Linked DNA regions of Mus musculus: regions 1, 2, 3, 4, 5 and 7 are each linked to region 6. A link is a contact called in public promoter capture Hi-C data. All regions are on one chromosome and are shown on one strand. Each heading gives the region's core, a stretch centred on a gene start, on an enhancer-like site or on the middle of the called end of the contact. The rest is flanking DNA. Distances are from core to core; before and after follow the strand shown. Region 1 holds the start of Ppp1r12c (protein phosphatase 1, regulatory subunit 12C). Region 2 holds the start of Leng8 (leukocyte receptor cluster (LRC) member 8). Region 3 holds the start of Ube2s (ubiquitin-conjugating enzyme E2S). Region 4 holds the start of Cnot3 (CCR4-NOT transcription complex, subunit 3). Region 5 holds the start of Zfp579 (zinc finger protein 579). Region 6 holds the start of Mzf1 (myeloid zinc finger 1). Region 7 holds the start of Ccdc106 (coiled-coil domain containing 106).

Evidence for each region. Promoter capture Hi-C pulls out the DNA fragments that hold promoters and counts their contacts.
Region 1: a promoter capture Hi-C map of pre-B cells shows a contact between it and region 6. The contact joins the promoter of Ppp1r12c here to the promoter of Mzf1 in region 6. A contact is called at or near these places in 4 of 39 promoter capture datasets (cranial neural crest, frontonasal cranial neural crest, maxillary cranial neural crest and 1 more).
Region 2: a contact with region 6 is called in a promoter capture Hi-C map of hippocampal neurons, with 4 times the contacts expected there. The contact joins the promoter of Leng8 here to the promoter of Mzf1 in region 6. A contact is called at or near these places in 5 of 39 promoter capture datasets (cranial neural crest, frontonasal cranial neural crest, hippocampal neurons and 2 more) and 3 of 484 Hi-C or Micro-C datasets (cerebellum, cerebral cortex and rod photoreceptor).
Region 3: a contact with region 6 is called in a promoter capture Hi-C map of pre-B cells. The contact joins the promoter of Ube2s here to the promoter of Mzf1 in region 6. A contact is called at or near these places in 3 of 39 promoter capture datasets (cranial neural crest, frontonasal cranial neural crest and pre-B cells).
Region 4: a promoter capture Hi-C map of pre-B cells shows a contact between it and region 6. The contact joins the promoter of Cnot3 here to the promoter of Mzf1 in region 6. A contact is called at or near these places in 3 of 39 promoter capture datasets (cranial neural crest, maxillary cranial neural crest and pre-B cells) and 1 of 484 Hi-C or Micro-C datasets (B cells).
Region 5: a promoter capture Hi-C map of second pharyngeal arch cranial neural crest shows a contact between it and region 6. The contact joins the promoter of Zfp579 here to the promoter of Mzf1 in region 6. A contact is called at or near these places in 3 of 39 promoter capture datasets (maxillary cranial neural crest, pre-B cells and second pharyngeal arch cranial neural crest).
Region 7: a contact with region 6 is called in a promoter capture Hi-C map of second pharyngeal arch cranial neural crest. The contact joins the promoter of Ccdc106 here to the promoter of Mzf1 in region 6. A contact is called at or near these places in 3 of 39 promoter capture datasets (cranial neural crest, pre-B cells and second pharyngeal arch cranial neural crest) and 3 of 484 Hi-C or Micro-C datasets (CD4 T cells, cerebral cortex and cortical neurons).

Annotation. Positions count from the first base shown.
Region 1 is chr7:4,500,182-4,503,170 of GRCm38.p6, forward strand. It overlaps Ppp1r12c (protein phosphatase 1, regulatory subunit 12C), which reads right to left and starts at 1,499. Exons shown (of 22, transcript NM_029834.3): 1 at 1,085-1,499. The coding sequence starts at 1,417.
Region 2 is chr7:4,136,038-4,138,805 of GRCm38.p6, forward strand. It overlaps Leng8 (leukocyte receptor cluster (LRC) member 8), which reads left to right and starts at 1,443. Exons shown (of 16, transcript NM_001374609.1): 1 at 1,443-1,582; 2 at 2,659-2,751. The coding sequence starts at 2,714. D030047H15Rik (RIKEN cDNA D030047H15 gene) reads right to left here and starts at 889. Exons shown (of 3, transcript NR_033548.1): 1 at 524-889.
Region 3 is chr7:4,810,895-4,813,811 of GRCm38.p6, forward strand. It overlaps Ube2s (ubiquitin-conjugating enzyme E2S), which reads right to left and starts at 1,446. Exons shown (of 4, transcript NM_133777.2): 1 at 1,269-1,446; 2 at 515-662. The coding sequence starts at 1,271.
Region 4 is chr7:3,643,988-3,646,809 of GRCm38.p6, forward strand. It overlaps Cnot3 (CCR4-NOT transcription complex, subunit 3), which reads left to right and starts at 1,282. Exons shown (of 18, transcript NM_146176.3): 1 at 1,282-1,597. It overlaps Gm15927 (a long non-coding RNA gene), which reads right to left and starts at 358. Exons shown (of 6, transcript XR_003946711.1): 1 at 266-358; 2 at 1-182.
Region 5 is chr7:4,994,722-4,997,597 of GRCm38.p6, forward strand. Zfp579 (zinc finger protein 579) reads right to left here and starts at 1,380. Exons shown (of 2, transcript NM_026741.2): 1 at 1,283-1,380; 2 at 1-191. The coding sequence starts at 189.
Region 6 is chr7:13,053,340-13,056,226 of GRCm38.p6, forward strand. It overlaps Mzf1 (myeloid zinc finger 1), which reads right to left and starts at 1,425. Exons shown (of 6, transcript NM_145819.2): 1 at 1,142-1,425.
Region 7 is chr7:5,055,040-5,058,141 of GRCm38.p6, forward strand. It overlaps Ccdc106 (coiled-coil domain containing 106), which reads left to right and starts at 1,687. Exons shown (of 5, transcript NM_146178.2): 1 at 1,687-2,620; 2 at 2,760-2,864; 3 at 2,953-3,102. The coding sequence starts at 2,590. Gm15510 (predicted gene 15510) reads right to left here and starts at 2,077. Exons shown (of 4, transcript NR_166619.1): 1 at 1,714-2,077.

The DNA of each region.
Region 1 (2,989 bases), core at 249-2,748, 8.6 Mb before region 6:
GGAAAAAAATAATGTGTGGAATAGGTTCTAGAATCCTGGGAGGTGATAGGGTGGAAATCTAGGAGAGAGGGCACACTTTTTGAAGAAGGACGTTGGTTGCCTAAATAAAGTCTAGGAGATGAACCAACAATAGGTGAAGTGGCCATGTAATTCCAGAAATAAGAAGGGCAGAGAAGGGCCTGGCATGGTGGCGCACGCCTTTAATCCCTGCACTGGGGAGGCAGAGGCAGAGGCAGAGGCAGGCGGATTTCTTAGTTGGAGGCCAGTCTGGTCTACAGTGAGTTCCCAGCCAGGGCTATACAGAGAAACCCTGTCTCGAAAAAAAGAAGAAGAAGGAGGAGGAGGAGGAGGAGGAGGGCAGAGACATAAGGACCTGCATTTGAGGATGGCCTGGGCTACATAGCAAGACCTTGTCTAAAGGAAAAACAACAAAACAAAAGGAAAAGTGGTCCAGCTCCTCGAAGAGCAAATGCCTACAAGTTTCCAGGAAGGCAAACAATGTAAACAGAGAAAGAGAGTTGAGGAGAAACTTCTATAAGAGGTGACAAGCTCCCCAAATTGGGGGGGGGGGGGATGAATTGATAATGTAATTAAGGACATGGGATTGTAGGTAAGAGAAAAGATTAAAAAAAAAAAAAAAAGCAAAGGATGACGCGACAGAGGAAATGCCTTTTCAAGGAAACAACGTGGTACACTGTCCTGAGGCCACAACGTACAGCACAAGTCACGGGAAGAAGAGGAAGGCACAAACAGGATGGACCTTCAAAGAAGTGACACTGAAGGACCTGGGCCTAAAGAGGGTCAAGTCAGAGTGCAGGAGAACGAAACCACAGGCCTGGGTCAGGAAAGACTTCAGCACAGTCAAACAAGTACCAGCTAGGAAAGGAGGAACCCGGCCAGCATAGGCACGGAAGTAAGCGATGCTGCAAAAAATGCACGGGAGAGAGATGACAGCACGAATGACAGAGAAGAGGCGGCCACAGAGCAGGCGGGATCCTCAGCGATGGCACAGTCGAGGGGAGGTGGATCAGGGCCGAGGAGGGAGGATGCCCGAGTGGCGAAGACGCGGGGCGGGGGCGCTGACCTGGTGCAGGGCGCTGATGCCATCCGCGTTGGTGGAGTCGAGCACGGCACGGGCAGGCGGAGGGACGGCGGGGTCGGACGCAGCGCCGGAGCCGGGACCGGGATCCGCTGCGCGCAGCATCAGGCGAGCCTCGTCCAGATCGCCCCCCGCGCAGGCCGCCAGGAACTCAGCGGCGCGCTCGAAGCGGACCGTGCGGGCTCGCCGCTCCCCGGGGCCCGGGTCGGCGCCCGCCCGAGCCCCCCACTGCCGCAGCTGCTCCTGCCGCCGCTCACGGGCGGCCGCAGCAGCCGCCGCCGCCCCCGGGCCCGCTGCCGGACCATCCTCGCCGGACATCGCGCCGGCCGCTCGCCCGCCTACTAAGCGAGCGAGCGAGCACCGGGCGACGAACAGCCGCCACCCGCCCGCCCCGGGGGCCGCCGGGAACCGCCGCGCGACAAGCACCGCCCAGAAGCTCGCCCAGCCCCCGCTCGGTATATTGACGTCACGGCGCCGACCCAAAGCCCTCTGGGTAACCGAGTCCCGCCTGAGACTTGCGTAGCTATCGCTGGGGGCAAGGGCCTAAAAAGAAGCCCCTCGTAGCGAGCTGGGAAGTGGAGTTTCTCCCCATTGAGGAGCCTTGCATAACTTGAGCAGATAGGTTAGAGAATGAGGCAGCCGGCAGGCCGGCAGAAGTGCTGGGAAATGGGTTCTACAAGCGGAAGTCTTCGCTAGACTCGCTATATATCCTGAGGCACGTTTAGAAATCCGGAGCTGGAAGGGGTCGAACGAAAAACTCAAAAGGCACGCCCTCAATCCCAGCACTTGGGAGGCAGTGAGTTCGAGGCCAGTCTGGTCTGATCCTGGTCCTGAGTTCCAGGACAGCCAGAGCTACACAGAGAAACCCTCTCTCGAAAAAACAAGCAAAAAGAGAACTGCCTAAAGGAGGACATGTCCCTAGGGAGTGCTGGGAATCTGGGTAGAGCGGCCGGACAGGCTACTGGGGCATGCTGGGAAATGTAGTGTACTTTGTAAAGTGACTACCCCAAGGCGCATGGGAAATGATAGCGGATAGCGGATCCTGAGAGATAGAAATAAATTTTGCATACTTTTTACGATTTGTTTTGAGATAGGATGGCGCTCGAACTCATTAATAATGCCCTTGAACTTCTGATCTTCCTGTCTCCATCTCCTAATTGCTGGGATTACAGGAGTCTGTTTGTTTGTGTGTGTGTGTGTGTGGGGGGGGGGTTATTTTTGTTTTGAGACAGGGTCTCAGTATGTAGCCCTGCCTGGTTTGAAGCTCACTATGCAGACAGAATGGCCTCGAACTCACAAAACTCCGCCTCCTCCTGCCTCTGGAGTGATGAAATTAAAGGAGTGCCACCATGCCGTACTTGTTTTGGTTTTGAATCTGTCCCTCTCCCATCGGCTATAAGTAAACTCGATTTGTTTTCTTTGAGACCCTCTTAGTCCTAATGACTAGAACTAAGCCTGAGAGTAGGCAATAAAAAATATTTCGAATGAATGAATGAATGGGCTCCCTAAGGCATCAGGTAGACCAAGGGCCGACGGGAAATTGAGTTCTCAAACAAGATTAAAGCTTGTCACCGCCAAACTCATCTTTTAACATGGCGATAAAGTTCCCGAGCAAAGTTCAAGGAAATCAGATAACATAGGGCAAGCTGGGAAATGTAGTCTCAAGGCCACGCCTCCAAAGGGTTCAGCTCCAGACTTCCAAATATGTCTCAGAATGCAAGGTACCTAAGAAGTCAGTTTCCAGACCAAGAACGAGCCCACGTTTTCTAGTGGTAATAATTCCCTGAGCATACCAGAAAGAGGGCCCTCAAACATGACCAAAATAACCACATACTTTTCTTCAGCCCACCTGGGGCTGCAAAAGACACTAGGAATTATAATTCAGATTGT
Region 2 (2,768 bases), core at 193-2,692, 8.9 Mb before region 6:
CTTAGTTCAGAATATTAGAGCAATGTCAATTTCTTACTTTTAACAAATGAATTTGAGGTGTGGAATCTAGCAATAGGGGAAACTGGGCATAGTGTGCCCAATTCCTGTATTACTTTTGTAATTTCTGTAAACTTAAAATTTATTCTAAAATAAAAGTTCATTATAAAAAAGAGATGGGAAGAAACCTACCAAGCTAACACTAGCAAATGATACAGAGTTATCCAAGTGTTGTTTAATTACCAAAAGTTGCTTGTACAATGTGAGACTGGAAACTGGTCAATTGATGAACAATAATTGATAAGAAGGTAGTCTTATCAATTATTTTAACGGGAGATCCCAAGTTGGGCTGCATAATTCAATCACTCCTACTGTAAACAGTGAGCTTTAAGTGGCGGCCCACACCTTAATCCCATTAAGAGGGAGGCGGGTTTCTGAGTTCCAGGGCCATCCTGATCCTAAAAGATACAGTTCTGCTAGCTGCCACTCCGAGCAGATCTCACCATCCCAACACCCTACAAGGTACCTTTCCAGCGTCACAGTCCAGTGGCTACTCCCATTCCTCAAGCGACGCGTTTCCCGCTTCCTTTGGTTCGCACTCGCTGTTCCCTACGCCAGGTGCGCCTTTCCAATTTTACTCACTAAATAAACCTTCCAAGGGAGGATTCACCTTATCCCATTTCCCTCCACCCGCTTATATATTCATTTATTTTAAATCGTCCTAGCGCAGTGCGCAGCCTCACAACTCCTGTCCCTATGCGTTACATCTGAGAGACTATTGACTGCTGAGTCAAAACTAAGCTGTTGTGAGCGCGCACGAGAGGCTGGGAGGTACTTGTCCCCACGGGGCCACCGTCTAGGGCCAGCTTCCGGCTTGCTGACAAACGCCAACACGCGACTGCGTTCGCGAGACGTGTGGTGGGCGGTTCAAGCCGAGCGGTGACGTCTATTGGCTGTGCGCGACACAGGGCGGGGACAGACGTCCGGGTAACGTCATCACGCCACGGTCAGGACGTTCGAGCCCCAGACTAGAGCCAGCCGGTGACTGAGCGCTGTCTTGGTTGTCTTGAAGCTGCCTTGGACCGCCGGTAACGAGTCCCGGGAGCGAGCGGTCCTAGTGAGTGTGGGTAGTAGTGGGAGGCCTGGCGGGCGAGCACAGGGACGCCTTCGGGCTCCGCGCTCCGCGAGCCCTGGCCTGTTTGGTAAGGCCAACCGACGCCGCGCCCTGCGTCTTTGAAGGGTGTGGCCGCCGGAGCGCCTCTGCGCATGCGCGCCGGGTGTACGCTGGGGGGGGGAGGGGGCGGCTCCCCTACGTGCGCGTGCGCGTCCGCGTCCGCTCTGCTACTGGCCCTGGGAACCCTGCGGTCCCTAGTGCCCTAGACGCACCCCTTGCGGGCTCCATTGACCCGCTGTTACGCTGGCCTTCCTGTTGCCTAGGGCAACCCAGAGAGGCCACCCTCGCAGCGTGGTGCGCAAGCGCGGCCCGGCCGGTGGCTGGTCGCGGGGGACAAGGGAGGTCGCTTGTGTTCAGGGCGGCCTCAACCTCCACCTAGCGTCGTGGACTCCATGCCTGCGGGACAGCCAGGTGCTTCTGAGCTTACAGTCCGTGTTGTTCTCGTCTGTAAATCAGACCCCTTACTCCTAATACCAGTTACGAACACGAGGCTCTCTTTTGTGCATCCCTAGTTAGGACCCCTTGATACCACCCAACGGATTGGGTTTTTTAAAGGCCTTTGAGACCTGTCAGTGCCCCTTAGGCTTCCTATAAGGGTTTCAGTTTCTCCAATAGGCTTCTTTTCTGTAAATCCTGTTGTTTGGACCGCTCCAGCCCTGTTGGCACGGTGCTCAACCCATCCTATTTCTTATGGTACTATCCACCCCACCCCTAATAGTTTAAGAATGTTGTGGGCCTCTGTTATCTGCAGACACCTTACTTGAGTAATTGCCACTTGTTTGCTCCCAAACCAACTCCCACTCCTAGGAACATCCCATACAAGTCTGGAGACTGTAATTGATCTGAGTCTGGTAGGTGCTGCCAGGCAGTGACTTCACAGGAAGGAGTCTCCTGCACCTTCACCTGGCTGCTCAGCGGGATATCCATACTTTACCTTTTTCTTTGAAAACTTTGCTCTATTCTCCAGTGTTCTCCCAGTCTCAATTCCTTCCTCCTCAGAGTATCCCCAAAGGCTTCCCTCTCCCCAAACTTCTTTGTAGCTAGTACTTCAGTCACTGGAGAGCCTTCCTCTTGCTGTAGTAGAAGTATCTTTAGATTTCCTATCCAGGACTGAGGTTTCTGCATCCACCACTTGAGTCAGGTCTCCCTCACAGCCACACTCGTAATGCAAGTCTCAGCTTCTTTGTCTTTCATTTTCATATCCTACAGGCTAGTCTCGGCCTCCAAGGGAGGTGTTTCCTTTCATGCTCAGGTCTCTTCACTCCACACTAGGAACTGATTCTGATTCTTTAAGCTGTTTGTTTTTGAGACAGGACTGTAACTTGTAGCCCAGATGGGTATTGGAACTCCCAAAAGATTGCTGGCATTATGGTCATGAGCCACCACACTTGCTTTCCTTTCCATTCTTTGCCAGTGTTCCCTTCTATGAGATACCCTCTCTTTCTAGCCTATCTTCTCTTGGGGCTAATTGATCTCTTTTCTTATAGACATTTAAAAAGCAGCCTGGCTCCCGAGGTCTATTCCCTACACCCCAAGGTCCAGATGGCGGCCAACGTGGGTGATCAGCGTGCTGCAGACTGGTTAGTAGGGCTAAGGG
Region 3 (2,917 bases), core at 196-2,695, 8.2 Mb before region 6:
TTTTAGCTGACTATATAGAAATTCAGTTGACAAATGAGGTCTGAAAAATCTAACTGGTTTGCTTAAAATATGCAAATCAGCTTATTACCACCAGTTTCCCCTCACAATGCTTTTTGTTTAGTCTTGGGACATTCGATTGATTAGTGTTTCAGATCCCCTGGCATACATTTTTTTTTTTTCTCTTCAAGACAGGGTTTCTCTGTGTAGCCCTGACTGTCCTGGAACTCACTCTGTAGACCAGGTTGGCCTCGAACTCAGAAATTCGCCTGTCTCTGCCTCCCGAGTGCTGGGATTAAAGGCGTGCACCACCACGCCCAGCTACACTTTCTATTTCTGCTTCACTTATATGCATCCTCACGTCTCTGGAAAGTAACACTTGACAGCCTTAATGCAAGCCTAAGCAAAAGGCCACATTTTGTCATAAGCACCTGAGAGGCTGAATCCTATTTGTCCCACAGCCACAAGACAGAAGAAATCTGGTCAAGTGGCCCCTCCCTTCCGTGCTCACACTCACCAGGGCCCTCGATGGTAACCTGCAGGTCTGTGAGATCCTCCTCATTGGGGAAGACTTTAATGCCATCAGGTGGGTCTGCCGTCAGTGTTGTCACCTCCTTGTACACTAGGCGGATGATGTGGGGCGGCAGATTCTCCACATTGGAGTTCTAGGCACGGAGGGAAAAGGAGAGTGAGCAGCCTGAAATAGCTAGGATTAAGGTGGGTGGATACCAGAATCCAGACTTTAGAGGTCCGAGGTTGTCAATCACTGCCTGTCAACTGGACCTAAGATGCTTCTGGCTTTTGCCCCATGGCTGACCGGGACGGTGTCTCAGAAAAAGCTTCTACGTGGCTCAGCGTACCCGAACCTACCCAAAGCGCTCGTTAAGACGCGCATGGGTCCACTACTGGTTCCAGGTGGGCCTGAGGCCTAGCCGGAGCCCTTCCCCTACTTAGGCTTGAAACAACCCCATCAACCGCCGCCCCCCCACACACACCAAAAAGAAAAAGGCTGGACGAAATGGCGGCGGGATGTCTTGCTCCTTAAAACACCCATGGGCGGGCCGCAAGGCGCCCAAAGCCCTCCCCAAGGTTCCGAGGGCTGCCTGGGCTCCCGCACCGTTTGTTGAAAGGCCCTGGGGCCGACTCCTGGCTCCGGACGTTCAGCCATGCCACCAAAGCACTCAGAAGCTGGCCAGAAAACACTTGGGACGCCGCAGTCGCCTCCTCTGCCCGAGTCCCCAACGGCCCCTCGGGCCTCCCGCGTCACTCACCATGACTTCAGCCGGCCGGGGGCGGGTCCCCCCGGCCCCCTTCCTGCACTCCTCGGACCGCCGGCCGGGGCGGGGGGCCCAACTGCCGGCCGCTGTGGCCCTAGCGAGGCCCCCGAGGCCCCACTCCGCTCCCACTAATTCCGACGTCCGCTACGAAACGCTCACAACGTTACGTCTGCTCCTCGGTAGAACCGGCCGCGCGCCCAACACCGCACTTTTATAGCTACTCGCAGGCCCCGCCCCCTCACGGCACGTCTCGACCGCGTACGTCAACGCGCACGTTGCTGGGCGGTCAACGCTCTTTTCTCTGTTCTTGTCAGAATAGTAGCAGAAGTTCGAACCCAGTTTGTGAGGAGTGCTATCACAATGAGGGCTCACGCCGGCTGAGGAGTTGACCTGGGAGAACCAAGCGGCTAAAAACCTAGAGCAGAGAGAAAGGGGGCGCCCGCCGAGGCGACGTGGCCGCTGATTGGACCGTTTGAATGAGACGCCGCCACGACTTGGGGTGCGCGCGCGCGCTCCGGCCTGGAGAAAGACGCGCACGCGACTAACGGTTAGGCAGGGGAAGGGGCGGAGCGAGGGAAGACAGGACTGGAGGGGTTAAAGGGATGACGGAAGGGGCCTTGACCAATAAACAGGGGCGGTCGTGATCTGGACTTGTGGGGCAGGTAGGAATTGAAAGCTACTAATGGGAAGCCAGCTCAGTGTGATAGACTCCAACCTCGACCAATGAAATGTCTCAATTTCTTTTGTGTATGCAAATGTTACGCTGGGAGTCTGGCGACCTCACCTGGAAGCCATGGAAGGGCGGAAGTGTGGACATAATTTGTCTATGGGGCTCCATTTTGTTCTGCGCTCCTGTTATGTGTTAGGAAGCCCTCAAAATCAGGTTGGTTGACTCCGAGGGCTTGGACTTCCTGATCCTCTAGAGTATGACTTGTGACTTTTGCCACCATTGTTTCTGTAGGGGTGCCAGAGGAAGAAGTCAGGGAAGTCTCACGTCCTTATTGAGAGCTTTGTGACTGACCTCCAGACCCCATAGACTTCTGTTAACTTTTTGAGAGACAGAATTTCATTACTGGCCTGGAACTCCTTTTTCCCCCGGGGTCGGGGGTTGTTGTTTTGGCTTTTCTTTTTTTAGATTTATTTATTGTTTTATGTAAGTACACTGTAGCTGTTTTCAGATGGTTGTGAACCACCATGTGGTTGCTGGGATTTGAATTCAGGGCCTTCGGAAGAGCAGTCGATGATCTTAACCGCTGAGCCATCTCTTCAGCCCTTGTTTTGGCTTTTCAAGCCAGGGTTTTTCTGTGCAGGCCTGGCTGACCTTCCTGAAACTCGAGCTATAGACCAGGCTGGCCTGAACTCACAGAGATCACCTGCCTCTACTTCCTGAATACTGAGATTAAAAGTGTATGCCACCATACCCTGGCCTCGTTCCTTTTATATCCATCCTCTAGCCTATGGGATAGTGCTGCCCACATTTAGGTCATCTCTTCCCTCACCCATAATTAACCTCCTGGTCCTGTCCTTACATATACTCCCAGAGGCTCTTACTAACCATGAAGTGTTAATCCAGTTATGACAGCATGGCAGAGATCTAGAGAGAATTAAACTATCTGCAGTAATCCCATGCTGGGGAGAGAACA
Region 4 (2,822 bases), core at 32-2,531, 9.4 Mb before region 6:
CTCTCTTGCTTCATGCCATTCTGATGCGGTGAAATGCACGTGCACGTTCTCTTCAAGTGTGGATTTATCTTCTTTTCCTCCACATAGTAGGCAGAGATAGATCGAGTTTCCCCAATTCATGAAAACGTGGTGCTCACGTTTGCAACCTAGTCAGCAAAGGGCTATGGAGTGCTTCATGGGTACTAAACAACGAGAAATCCAGAGAGTGAGACTCAAGTATGTGTAAAAACGGCAGGAATCAAACAAAATTAAACCAGAGGCTCACCTAAGCACTCGGCAAGGGTGGTCGGAGAAGTTTACTCCTTAAGAAGCATAGCAGAACTCTAGTGAGTAGTCATTACAGATGTAACCGAGGTAGGGCAAAGCGCAGTTTCCTCTACAGCTGGAGTCCTTGCAACTCCAGGGAAGGTCCCAGTCTGCTAACTTAACCAGAGAAACGTCAGTCCCACGCCTTGTGTTTCTCAGTCGCTTCTGCAATGTTCCTGATTCCTTCTTTCTTTCTTTCATCCTTTAGAAAGCACTGAGTTTTAGAGATATACCAAGCAAACGCGCTTGGGGAATAACTACGAGGATCAGATAACAGCCTAGACAGGCAAAGGAAGGATGCTCCGACAACCACACCTGTCGGCAGGTTAATAGCTACCCTATTGGCTAACCGAGGGAAGGGGCGGGGTGTTTGTCTAGCTCCTCCCCTTAGGGCTGGCGGCTCTTTTGATTGGTAGATGACTTGGGTTTACTATCCCCAACCCTCTGGCACCTCTCCGTCTCCCACTAGATAAGCTTCCTTTAACACTCACACGCTATGCTTTTTGTCGTTTTCCTCTACCCACATTCATAGCTAACCAATGAGTTCAGGGTAGAATACACCTCGCAACCAATTACAGCTGCCTTTAAACTTGACGAGTAACTTCCCGCCCCTCACCCTGACTCCTCCCCGCTGCCAATTGATTTAGGGTAAGGGGGCGGACACATCCAATCAGCACGACACAGGCTTCCTGATTGACACCCAGGTCCTCGCGCTGGCGTGTTGTGCTCCGAGGAGGGGAGGAGGAGGAGGAGCTGGGAAGAAATACCCGAGCCAATCCAAGCAAGCTGAGCGGGAGGCCAATCGAACGCCGCGCCTTGCCGAGATCAGCCAATCATAATGAAGAGGTTGGCCTCATTCTCGCTAGGAACCAATGGGGCGCGCCTAACGGCGCAGAGCGACGTACTGCGGGAGCAATGACGGACCTATATTCGGGGCTCGGGGGCGGGCCGGCGCCAGAGAGGAGAAGAGAGGAGGGGAGGCCTCCGCCGCCGCCATCTTGGACCGGGCCCGTTCAGCTTCCGTGGAGCCGTCGGCAGCCGCTGCCGGGCCTTTCCTTGATCCCTGAATCCCCTACTCGGTCGTCTAGAACAATCCCGGGCCCACTTCCTCTATCAACAACCCAACCCTACTTCCGGCTTTCGCGCCCTCTTATCGCGATAGCGCCCGGGCTCGGGGCGCGAGGAAAGAGGAAAAAAAAAAAAAAAAAAGGCGGCGGGCGGGCGCTCGCCTCTCTCTCCCCCCTCCTCGCCTGTCGCGATACGCTCCGCAGCGGCGGCGCCAGCTCCTGCGGTGAGCGTCAGGTTCGACTGGGCCGGACCCCTTTCCCTCTTCCCTCAGCTCCATCGGCCGACTTCTTGCTCCGCGACCCTGCTGCCTGTCGCGACACGGCCTCAGCTCCCGCCGGGCCCAAGCCGCGCGCTCGGGCCCAGCTTCGGCTCGGGCGGGCGGGGACCCTCTCCTCTCTCTGTCCTCCCGCGTCCGGACTCCCGCGTGGCAGAGCGCCGGCCCCGGGTGCGAGGTGCCCGTCCTCCTCCGCGTCTGGCTGGGCTTGGAGCGGTGGGCGCGCTGCGGGCCGCGGAGGGGTCTTTCTGCTCTGGGCGCGGGGCCCACTCCTGCAGTCATGCCTTCCCCGGGAGCTCCATTCGGGAGCGTTGCCTCAGTGCACCCGAAAGCTCCAGCTTGTTGGTGTCTTGATAGGGGGAAGCCTCTTTGGAAGAGATGGATCTTGTGGAGGAAAAAGTCCCCAAGACCCGAGGGTGCAGTTAACGTTGTGAGTTGGAGCCTAAGCCAAAGTTTCCACCTAGTCCTTACAGCTCTAGCAGTGAAGTCTCCTAGAGGTCCCTTTCCACCAATCTTCTTTTTAAGGAAGCATGGGGTTTGTGAGTGTGTGTGTGTGTGTGTGTGTGTGTGTGTGTGTGTTTTGTTTTAACACTCCCTCCCCAAACCTTGGATTCAGGACTGTACCGTATTGCTCACTTCCTGGCTTCACATCTTTTGCATCTTTGAGGTGGGGTATCAGTGGACTCTAGCTTTGGGGATGCAGGCTCCACTACGATGCACGGTCTGCCTCGGTGGGTGAAGCTTCCTAAGTGGTTAGGTATTGCTGTGTGTGGTGAGGACCGCTTAGCTTTTCTTTCTAGATCTGGGTCGGTGGAATGCGAGCTCCCATGCTTTCAGTTGTTGGTGCTCTTCTGTTGGGACAGTTGAAGCACTTCTAAACAGCTGTATCTCGGTTCCGGGACTGTCATCCCTCTTAGGATTAGCTTTCTGTTCTTTTGGCTAGGGGCTTCCTCACCGTCTCCCTTCCCCGGTCATCACCTGGACTGCCATCTCTCTGTATTTCCATTCTCATCTGCCCAGCCTATGTGGATATGTGATCTTTTATAATTGAAATCCACTGGGTGAAAGCGTTTCAGAGGTAGAATGGTCCATCTCACCCAACTGGCACCCTGTAGGACTGCTAGCTCTCCTCACCGGAGTCTTCTGCTGTGTAAGGGGTAGCCTTTCTCCCTGC
Region 5 (2,876 bases), core at 130-2,629, 8.1 Mb before region 6:
TCGAGACAGGTAGTAAGGGAAGCGGAAGAGGCGACCACAGGTTGGGCAGGGCAGAGGCGCCCTAGGGGCTCCAGCACCCCCTCTGCCACGACCACGGCCTCGGCCACGGCCACGGCCACGGCCTCGGCCTCGGCCACGGTCACGGTGAGGTGGGCTGCCCTGGGCGGGTGGAGGGGGCTGTGGATCCATGCCTGTGGGGAAAAGGGGAAGAGGCAGGGGTGGGGAGAAGAGATGAAAGATGTGGGGTGAGGTGAAGAGGAGAGCAGAGGTACAGGGCAGGTAGATCCACAGTTCAGAAGAGGATACAGATGAAAGTCGGGAGAGGAAGGTGGTGAGGAGGCAGAAGGGGATAGACACAGGAAAGGAGAGGAGAGAGTTGTGGAGACGTAGGAAAGGGGGGCCAAGTTCAGGAGAAACACAAAGGAGAGAGATAGAGAGAAAGAAAACATAGATATCAGAGGTGGGAACGGTCAGGAAGACAGAACAAGACACATACAGAGGAGACACAGGGAGACAAAGTCAGCCAATTGATTTTGCTCTAGTGCCCTGGGGCTTGAACATTCCTGGAGGGGCTGGGAACCAGTCCACCCTTGGGGCCCAAGTAGGGTGGGATTCAAAGTCAAGAGGCCCTGGAAATAAAAAGTCCATAAGTCAGGGGCTGGGAGGGACCAGTGGGTAGCCGGGCTTAAGCCCCTGGGTCTGTGAGAGGAGAGCTGGGGTCTGGATTCCTGGGTCTGAGGGAGGAGGAATGGGGTCTGGATTCCTGGATCGGAAGGAGGAGGGCTGGGGTCTGGGCTCCTGGGTCTGAAGAAGGTCGGGGTCTGCACTCCTGGGTCTGAGGGAGGACCTGGACTCCTGGGTTTAAAGAAGGGCTGATTTCTGGATCCCTGGGTCTCAGGCAAGAAGACTGAAAGGTAGGACTCCTGGGTCTCAGATAGAACCAGATAGGCGAACTAGACTCTTGCAGGTAGACGCAGCCTCTGAGTCCGGGTGAAGGAAGAAGCTGGGTAAGGGGCCCTGACTCACAAGACAAGGGGGAGGAGTGGACTGGGAGCTGGGCTGCAGAAAATCCTCAGCGAGAAAGCTGTGGCCAGACCCCTGGCCGGGCGTGGTGTCGGGGGAGGGCGTGGAACCTGCCGGCTGTCGGGGGATCTAGGTCCAAGAGGGGGTCTATCTGTTCCGGGTAGGTGTGATCTGCAGAACTAAGGCAGCGGGTCGAGGCCTTGCAGATTGCTCTGCGCAGGGCCTGGGGCTCGCCCCAGTCTCAGGGAGCCGGTCTTACCTCCACCTCCTGCGCTCCTTTCTTCCTTCCCTGCGGCCGGGCGATCGCGGACAGTGGTGGCGGAGAGGGAGGGGGTTGAGCGTAGTGGGAGGGGTGGGGGTGGAGAAGGAGGCTGGGCTCGGTGTTACAGCCTAAGCCTTCCCCCCGGAAACCCGGTGCTTGGTCGGAGGCCAGAAGAGGAAAGACTGGCTGAGAAGCCGGAAGCGGAGGGCCAGGGACCTGGTGGGGGTGCGGGGGGGGGGGGGGCGGGAGCAGAGGAGGGAGCTGCGGCTCCTGGATCCCGGGAGGGGAAGGGGCTGAAGGCCTGTCCTTTGGACCCTCAGAGGAGGAGGAGGCTGCAAGCCTGGGAATCTGGATCCAGCTTTCCACCCCTCCTCCATTTCCCAGCAGATAACACATATTCATTCATTCTTTCAACAAACAGGCATTTATCAAGCCCTGCCGGTGCCAGGCACTGTGCTGGCTGCTGGGTCTGAAGAAGGCAGAGATGGAGATGAACGAAGCAGTGAGTGATACAGGCTTGAGAGTGAACATCAATGATACAAGGAGTGCACCTCTATGATCGAGCCTGACTCTCACTGTCCCTTGGTTGCCTGGGCAAGCAATTCTCTCTTCTCCGAGCCTCAGTTTCTCCCTTTATGGTAAGCCCCAGGATCACAACCCGACCAGTTTTATCAGAACACCTACTGTGGGCTGGCTCTGTCCTTGGTGCTGGATCGATAAAGGCAAAATTCATACTATGATGAAAAGGGACAAACAAGAGTCAGTCACAGACGGTGTGACGAGGGAAGCTCTTGTTTTGGGCAAAGTGCTGTGGAATGAAGGGGATGGAAGAGACAGTGAGCTGGCTTTCAATGGGAGTGAATGCCATTCCTCTAGTCTTCCTTGGCAACTACGTTTCTGGAACTTGGAGCTTTAATGTTTCAGCCTGCTACATGGGCCACATCTCAAAGTATATATGATGGAGAAAAAGGGCCGTTTCAGTTATCTGCCTGCATTACAGTGTTGTTTTCTTTAGGGTTAACTTCATGCCAAACATAGTTGGCAAGAGGCTGGGTAAACTGTTCCTTTTGTACGTGTCTGGGTGAGTAGAGGTTTGGAAAGCTTTGATATGCTAGTAATTCCAGGAATTTACCCTTGAGAAACCAGAAACATGCAGTATTATACTTGTGCCAGTCCATTGCGGCTGCTTTCTTTTTCTTTTTAAAAACATTTCAGGGGGCTGGTGAGATGGCTCAGTGGGTAAGAGCACCCGACTGCTCTTCCGAAGGTCGGAAGTTCAAATCCCAGCAACCACATGGTGGCTCACAACCATCCGTAACGAGATCTGACGCCCTCTTCTGGAGTGTCTGAAGACAGCTACAGTGTACTTACATATAATAAGTAAATAAATAAAATCTTAAAAAAAAAAAAAAAAAAAAACATTTCAGTATAGGTATTGTGGGCTGGCAAGATAGCTCAGTGCAAAGGCGCCTGACTCGTGGCTGATGATCTGAGCTATCCAGGACCCACAGAGTAGAAAGAGATCACCAAACCGATTCCTGTGGGTGGGCCTCTGACTTCTCCACCTGTGTGTCTGCACACACATATACAT
Region 6 (2,887 bases), core at 175-2,674:
TGGGAACTCTATATGAGCCATGTGCTTTGTAGACCTCATTTCCGCCGGGCCTATATAGTGTCTGGTAGCTTACTCTGTTCTAAATACAGGCTGTTGCTTAAGCTTAGAAACATTTCTCTTCCCTACATCCTATTCTTTTCTATAGCTGCATCTCTACTTGCACCCAGACATCAGTACCACTGCTGCCTCCTCCTGGACTCCCAATAAGAGTCCCTGTGGACAGCCTTTTGCGGTGGAACAAACAAGTCCCTTAATGTTTTCTACCCAGTCTTGGACTTGGCCTCTCTCTCAGGCCCCAACATTCCTTTCCCAATGTGGTATCAAGGGGACAGCCCTACTCCACCCAATCCCCCATCTCAGCTTCTCTCAGGCCAACAGGTTTCCATATATCTCCAATACCAGAAGCCAACTCATCACATCCAACAGCGATACAAGTCTTCAGCTCTCTAGTTTAGTTGGTTGGGAGGTGACTGGGACTTCTGGGTACCCTTAAAGGCTCTCAACTCATTAGACCAACAGTCTGCAAGGGTACTACTTTTGCTGTGCCTATGTCAGCTATAGTTTCCTCACTTGTAAAAAGGACTGACTTCTCCCATGATACTTTCTGCAACTGGGACTTTGTGAAAATCTAAATTTACTATTGCAGTGGCATCAGCTTAGAGGCAGCTTGATTTCTGTGGGTTACACCTCTGCTCTTTAGGGTGCTAAGTCAACTCGAAACCCTGAGAGAAACTTGGAACAGCCATAAAGCAAGAAGAGGTTCCGGAAATACATTTCCCAGAAGTCTAAGTGAGCATCCTCGCTTTAGGGTGCCAATGTGTCCGGTCGCCGTGGCACCTGTGGCGATCAGCGCGGTAGCGCGTCAGCACAGGGCCGGTTTGCTGGGAGTTCCTGGACCCCCTACCGGCGCTCCGGGTCTAGCTAGACAGCTGGAATCCCAGAGTCCACTCTACCCAGACTCCTCCCTAGGCCTTGAGGTGAAGGGACTCCCAGCCTTCCTTCAATGCTCCGAGGGAGGCTGTGCCCTCGTGAACATGCGCACTCTCGTTCGCTTGCTCCATATCAAACTACATATCCCAGACTGCTTTGCGCGCAGCTCCAAGCCCTTCTGCCCTTCCCCCACCCCAGCCTCCGTTTCTACCCTTCTTCCCGTCCCTAGGGGATTGCGCTGGTTGCAATAATCAGCTCGCACTCCTGGACGTCTCTTCCCACACTCCCGGCCACGAATTCAGGCGTCAGGGCCCCGACGACGTGCACAATCCTCTCGGGGGGCAACGGATTCAAGCACCACCTTCCAGACTGCGCATGCCCCCACCACTTTTTTTTTTTTTTTTTTTTTTTAAATGTCAGTTCTCTACCGGCCTTCCAGGGATTTGCAGGGTTCTGCACCAATCACCGCTCTCACTAGGACGCCGTCTCCCCGTCTCCATGGCAACGACGGGTTCGAAAAAGAGCGTCCGCTGGGCTACCTGCGGAACCACTGAAAGAAAGGCTTAGCAAAATGCTTTCTGGGAGTCGTAGTTTGGAGGGTGCTGTGTGGGTGCGCAAACGCAGCACCACCGGATCTCTTTTGTATTTCTGCGCGGTGGGTAGGAGTGAGCGGGACTCCATGGTAACTAAGGGACCAAACCTGGTGGTATCCTAGGTAACGACCGCACTACTTGGTTTAAGAAAGGTCAGGATCTGTGGCGAAGCCAAGGGGAAGGGACAGGGACACAAATACCCAACGAGATGTCTATACAGGAAGGCAGAGATAGCCCCATACAGAGTCGGGGGAGAGGATGAGAGGGGTGGGAAAATTGTGAGGGGGAGACTGGATGCTAGGAGAGACTGAATATAAGTGAACACACATAGGTATGAATGAAAAGGGGGGAGGGTTAGTCATTAGAATCAGAGTTAGAACCTGAGTCATGTCAGAAAATTTAGGAAGAAGAGAGAAGCAGAAAGGGATTGGGATTAGGAAAGTGAGACATCGAAACTCTAGGGGCCAACCCAGAGTACAAAGGTAAGTGGGGAGAAATTAGAGATATAGTAAAGATGTTAATAGAGATACGGTAAAACGGACTGATAGGTTTCAAAGACTGAGGGATGGCAACAAAAAATTAGATGTGCGTGTGGGGGAAACATTTTCAGAGAAAACTCACACAAAAAATGACAACACACCAGAAAGAGGACGGGGACCAGTCCTCTAGTTTCCTAGCATCATTTACCAAACAATATTGCGACACCTGACTACTTAAACATTACCTCTCCTCCCCCATTTTTTAAATCTGTGATTGAAGTCGTAACACTATTCTGGTAGAAATTGACTTACAAGAAGCTGACAGGTAGCCGGGCGTGGTGGCGCACACCTTTAATCCCAGCACTTGAGAGGCAGAGGAAGGCGGATTTCTGAGTTCGAGGCCAGCCTGGTCTACAGAGTGAGTTCCAGGACAGCCAGGGCTATACAGAGAAATCCTGTCTTGGAAAACAAAACAAAACAAAACAAACAAACAAACAAAAAAAGAAGCTGACAGGTTGCAAATGAGTTCTGCCCAGCCATCACCTGGAAGGTAGCTAAATATCTCTTTATCCCTACACCTAACCTTTTGTTTTATTTCAGATTCATTTAGATTCATTTGTTGCATCTTCCTGAAACTACCTTTTGCTACCTTTCTGTTTTCCTTGAGGTAGTGGAAGCCAGATGCTGGGGTGAAAACCTAGCTCAGAGAGGTAGAAAAAGCACCCAGGTGACCTTCTTTCTCAGCTGAAGTTCCACCGCAAATCTCTCTCTCTGTCCCAAGAAACCTTCACATTGAATGTCCTCCCCCACTTCTACTTTCTGAATGTCTATCTGTCCTCTGGGTTCCCTTTCTCTCTCTCTCTCTCTCTCTCTCTCTCTCTCTCT
Region 7 (3,102 bases), core at 437-2,936, 8.0 Mb before region 6:
TCCTGAAGTTCTCAGACAATGGCCTGAGTGCCAGCCTGGCTTTCAGAGCCCTAGACACAAACCCAGCCTTGCCTCGAAGAGTCTCTGAGCTGTCAGGGCATCATAGTGCTTTGGAGGTATATGGAAACGAGCCCTCATAGAGAACAGCCCTGCCCCTTGAACAGTTGGGATATTTATTATTACGGATTCCTGATAGGAGGAAGGGAGGACCATGCTGTTTGGGGAAACTCTTGCCTGGGAAGTTTTAGTGGGTAGTCAGAGGTCTCTATTTTGACACTGGAAGTAGGGACCTTATATTGAACACTCAATGCACACCACACCCCATTCTCAATCCTTACTTACATTTTGGGAGACATTTTAGTTTATGCTATCTGGAACAAAGACCTTGACTGGGTAATGGGAAAGTCTGCCGTTTTCCTCTGGGAGTTAGGCCTACTTCAGTTTCCCCAAACCTGCCATTTATTTATTTATTTATTTAGATAAGGTTGTAATGTAGTTCAGGGTGACATTGGATTTATGATCTTGCCTCCACTTCCAGAATACTGAAACTCTGGGCTTTGTGCATGCTAGGCACCTTACACACTGCGCAACATTCCTAGCATCTTTGGGAAAAAGGTTCTGAACACTACCCCTTCCCCACCCAAACTACAATCCACATTAATATACTTAAAAAAATAGCATCTTAGAGCATAAGCACAGCTTTATACAGTTCACCTGGCTTTATACAATTCTCTGTGGTTTGAAATACTGATCTAGGGCAGGTGGTTCCCCCTGGACTTGCTGACCCAGGATGCAGTTTATTTGTAAAAATGAACTGCTTAGTCTTGGTTGACACATTCAGTCTTCCTCTGCAAGGATGGTTTAAGTCATGCCTCTTAGGGCTTCAGAACCCCAAAGAGGATGCTGCTTGTGAACCGGAGAGGCAGTGTAGGTCTAATAAACATGTCTTCGCTGCTCCTTTCCTCTGATTGTGTGTGTGTATGTGCCCTATGCAGATAGCCTCTTTACACGACTTCTTTTGGGGCGGAAGGGAGAGGGGGAGTGTCTTAAAGGCTGTGCATCTACACCGACTGACTTCAAATAATATCAACAGCGCTTGGATCTTAAGCTCCAAGAGTGGTCCGGTTCTGGGCTGAGCCTTTGGTATGTCACACAACTACATCCTCTCAAAGGCTTTTAAGAGTAACTTCCCACTGAACAGGTGAGTAAACTGAGGCCATGGAGGAATGAGGAGCAAGGACTGGAGTGTAGCTGTTCCACAGGTGGCTCCAGTGTGGGCTATTCCTGACCCACACTTTGCGGAGAAGTAACCACCACACAACCCATTCTCACATCCTGGTCCTCTTATTCCTTTAATCCTTTTCGTGGATGGGGGTGGGTGGAGGTTATGGTAGGTTGGAGCGGCTAAGACTAAAGGTATGCATGTATTAATCAGCTACTTAGGGATCATTAAAGGAGACTCAAATTTCACTTCAATTTTCCTTACTGCCTCATACCTTCTGACTTTTCTCGGCCCACTGGTCACATAGCCACTCACCCGGAGGACCCCCGGAACCGCATCAGCTGTGCAGGATGAGAATTTCATGAGGATCCCTGCCTAGGCTTTGGGAAAGGAGGGGGGGGGGGTTGTGTGTGGGGTGGGGGTTGGAGGGGTGTTGCAAGGGGCTATCGCGCAAGTGCGGTCCCGACCTCCGCGCAAACGGCGGGCCTCACCTGGGCTCCAGGAAGAGGCGCCCCAGGCTCGGCAGGCCTGATTCGGTTAGTGCCCACGTCTCCGCGCTCCGCCATCCAGTTCTCCCCCTCCTCTGCCGCTACGCCCGCTTACTGGTGGGTGGGCGCTTCTCTCCGCGACACTTTGCAGACGCTCCCCTGCGCTGGGCATGGGCGCCGCCACTGCCGTCGGTCCCGGGGCTGGAGTCCGTGCGCGGGTGGGTGAGAGCGGGGCCTCGGCCCCTTGTACCCTGAGCACCCAAAGGCGGGGAACGGTGCCCACGGTCGACACCCCCATGCCGGTTGCCCATTCTGGGACCCTTCGCCACGGTCGCCCCCTCCCACTTGTGGGACAAAGGGTGGGGGCGCATCCCCACGCGTGACCTCCCACGCACTGCGCACGCGCCCAGCTCCCACTTCGGGGAGGGGCTTTACTCGCCCACGCGAGTGCGGGAGGAATGGGCGGCTGGGACAGGGGAACGCTTGCAGGATGGACCCCCTACCCCAAGAATGGAAGTTAGGGGTGGTTGTTTCTCCATTTATGGCATTGGGTTCGGAGATGGGCCATGATGAAGGGCTTTCTCATTCAGGCCAGGTCTCCCTGTGGTGTTGACCCCACGAGGAACCAAAGAATTTAAGGGCCGAGCCCCTTCACAACCAAGATTCCTCTCGCTGAGCCCCCTCGCTCTGGGTACATACTTTGGAAGCCTCTGACTCTGTCCAGAAGTATGGGTCCTTTCCTCCCTCAGACTGGTGATCCTTCCTTACTCCGGAGGGACAGGTATTCCACCTCTCCAGGGACTGCCGACTTTTGGTGACCTGCTTCTGTCCAGTGCCCCCAAGGGCTCAGTTGCTGGGTCTGCAGGAAGCCTCCTCGATATGAATGACAGAAACAACCGTTGGCGGACAAGTGAGGCACCTGGGGACCCTTTCTTTTCCCATCCTTGGTCTGACATTCTGGTTCCCTCTGTCCATGGGACAGCAATGGTTGGGGGTGGTCTATAAGGTTCAGGCCACTTCTGGGGTGACCTCTGCTGACCTCTCTGCAGTGAAGGACGAAGAGACCTTTGAGATCTCCATTCCCTTTGAAGAGGCACCCCACTTAGACTCACAAATCTTATACCGTCTGAGTCCGTCTCGGAGAAATGTTGAGGGTGAGCTGAGAAAGGGCATTGGAGGGACTGGAGTCAGGTGGGGTACTGCCTCACCCTGGGGCATGACCTCCGTCCCTGCTGTTCTTAGAGCCTCCAGAGGGCGCCTCCCCAACCCTGGCCCTGATGAGCAGTGTTAAGGCCCAGCTGCACATGGCACTGGAGAGGAACTCGTGGTTGCAGAAGCGCATTGAGGACCTGGAGGAGGAGAGGGACTTCTTGCGGTGTCAGCTGGACAAAT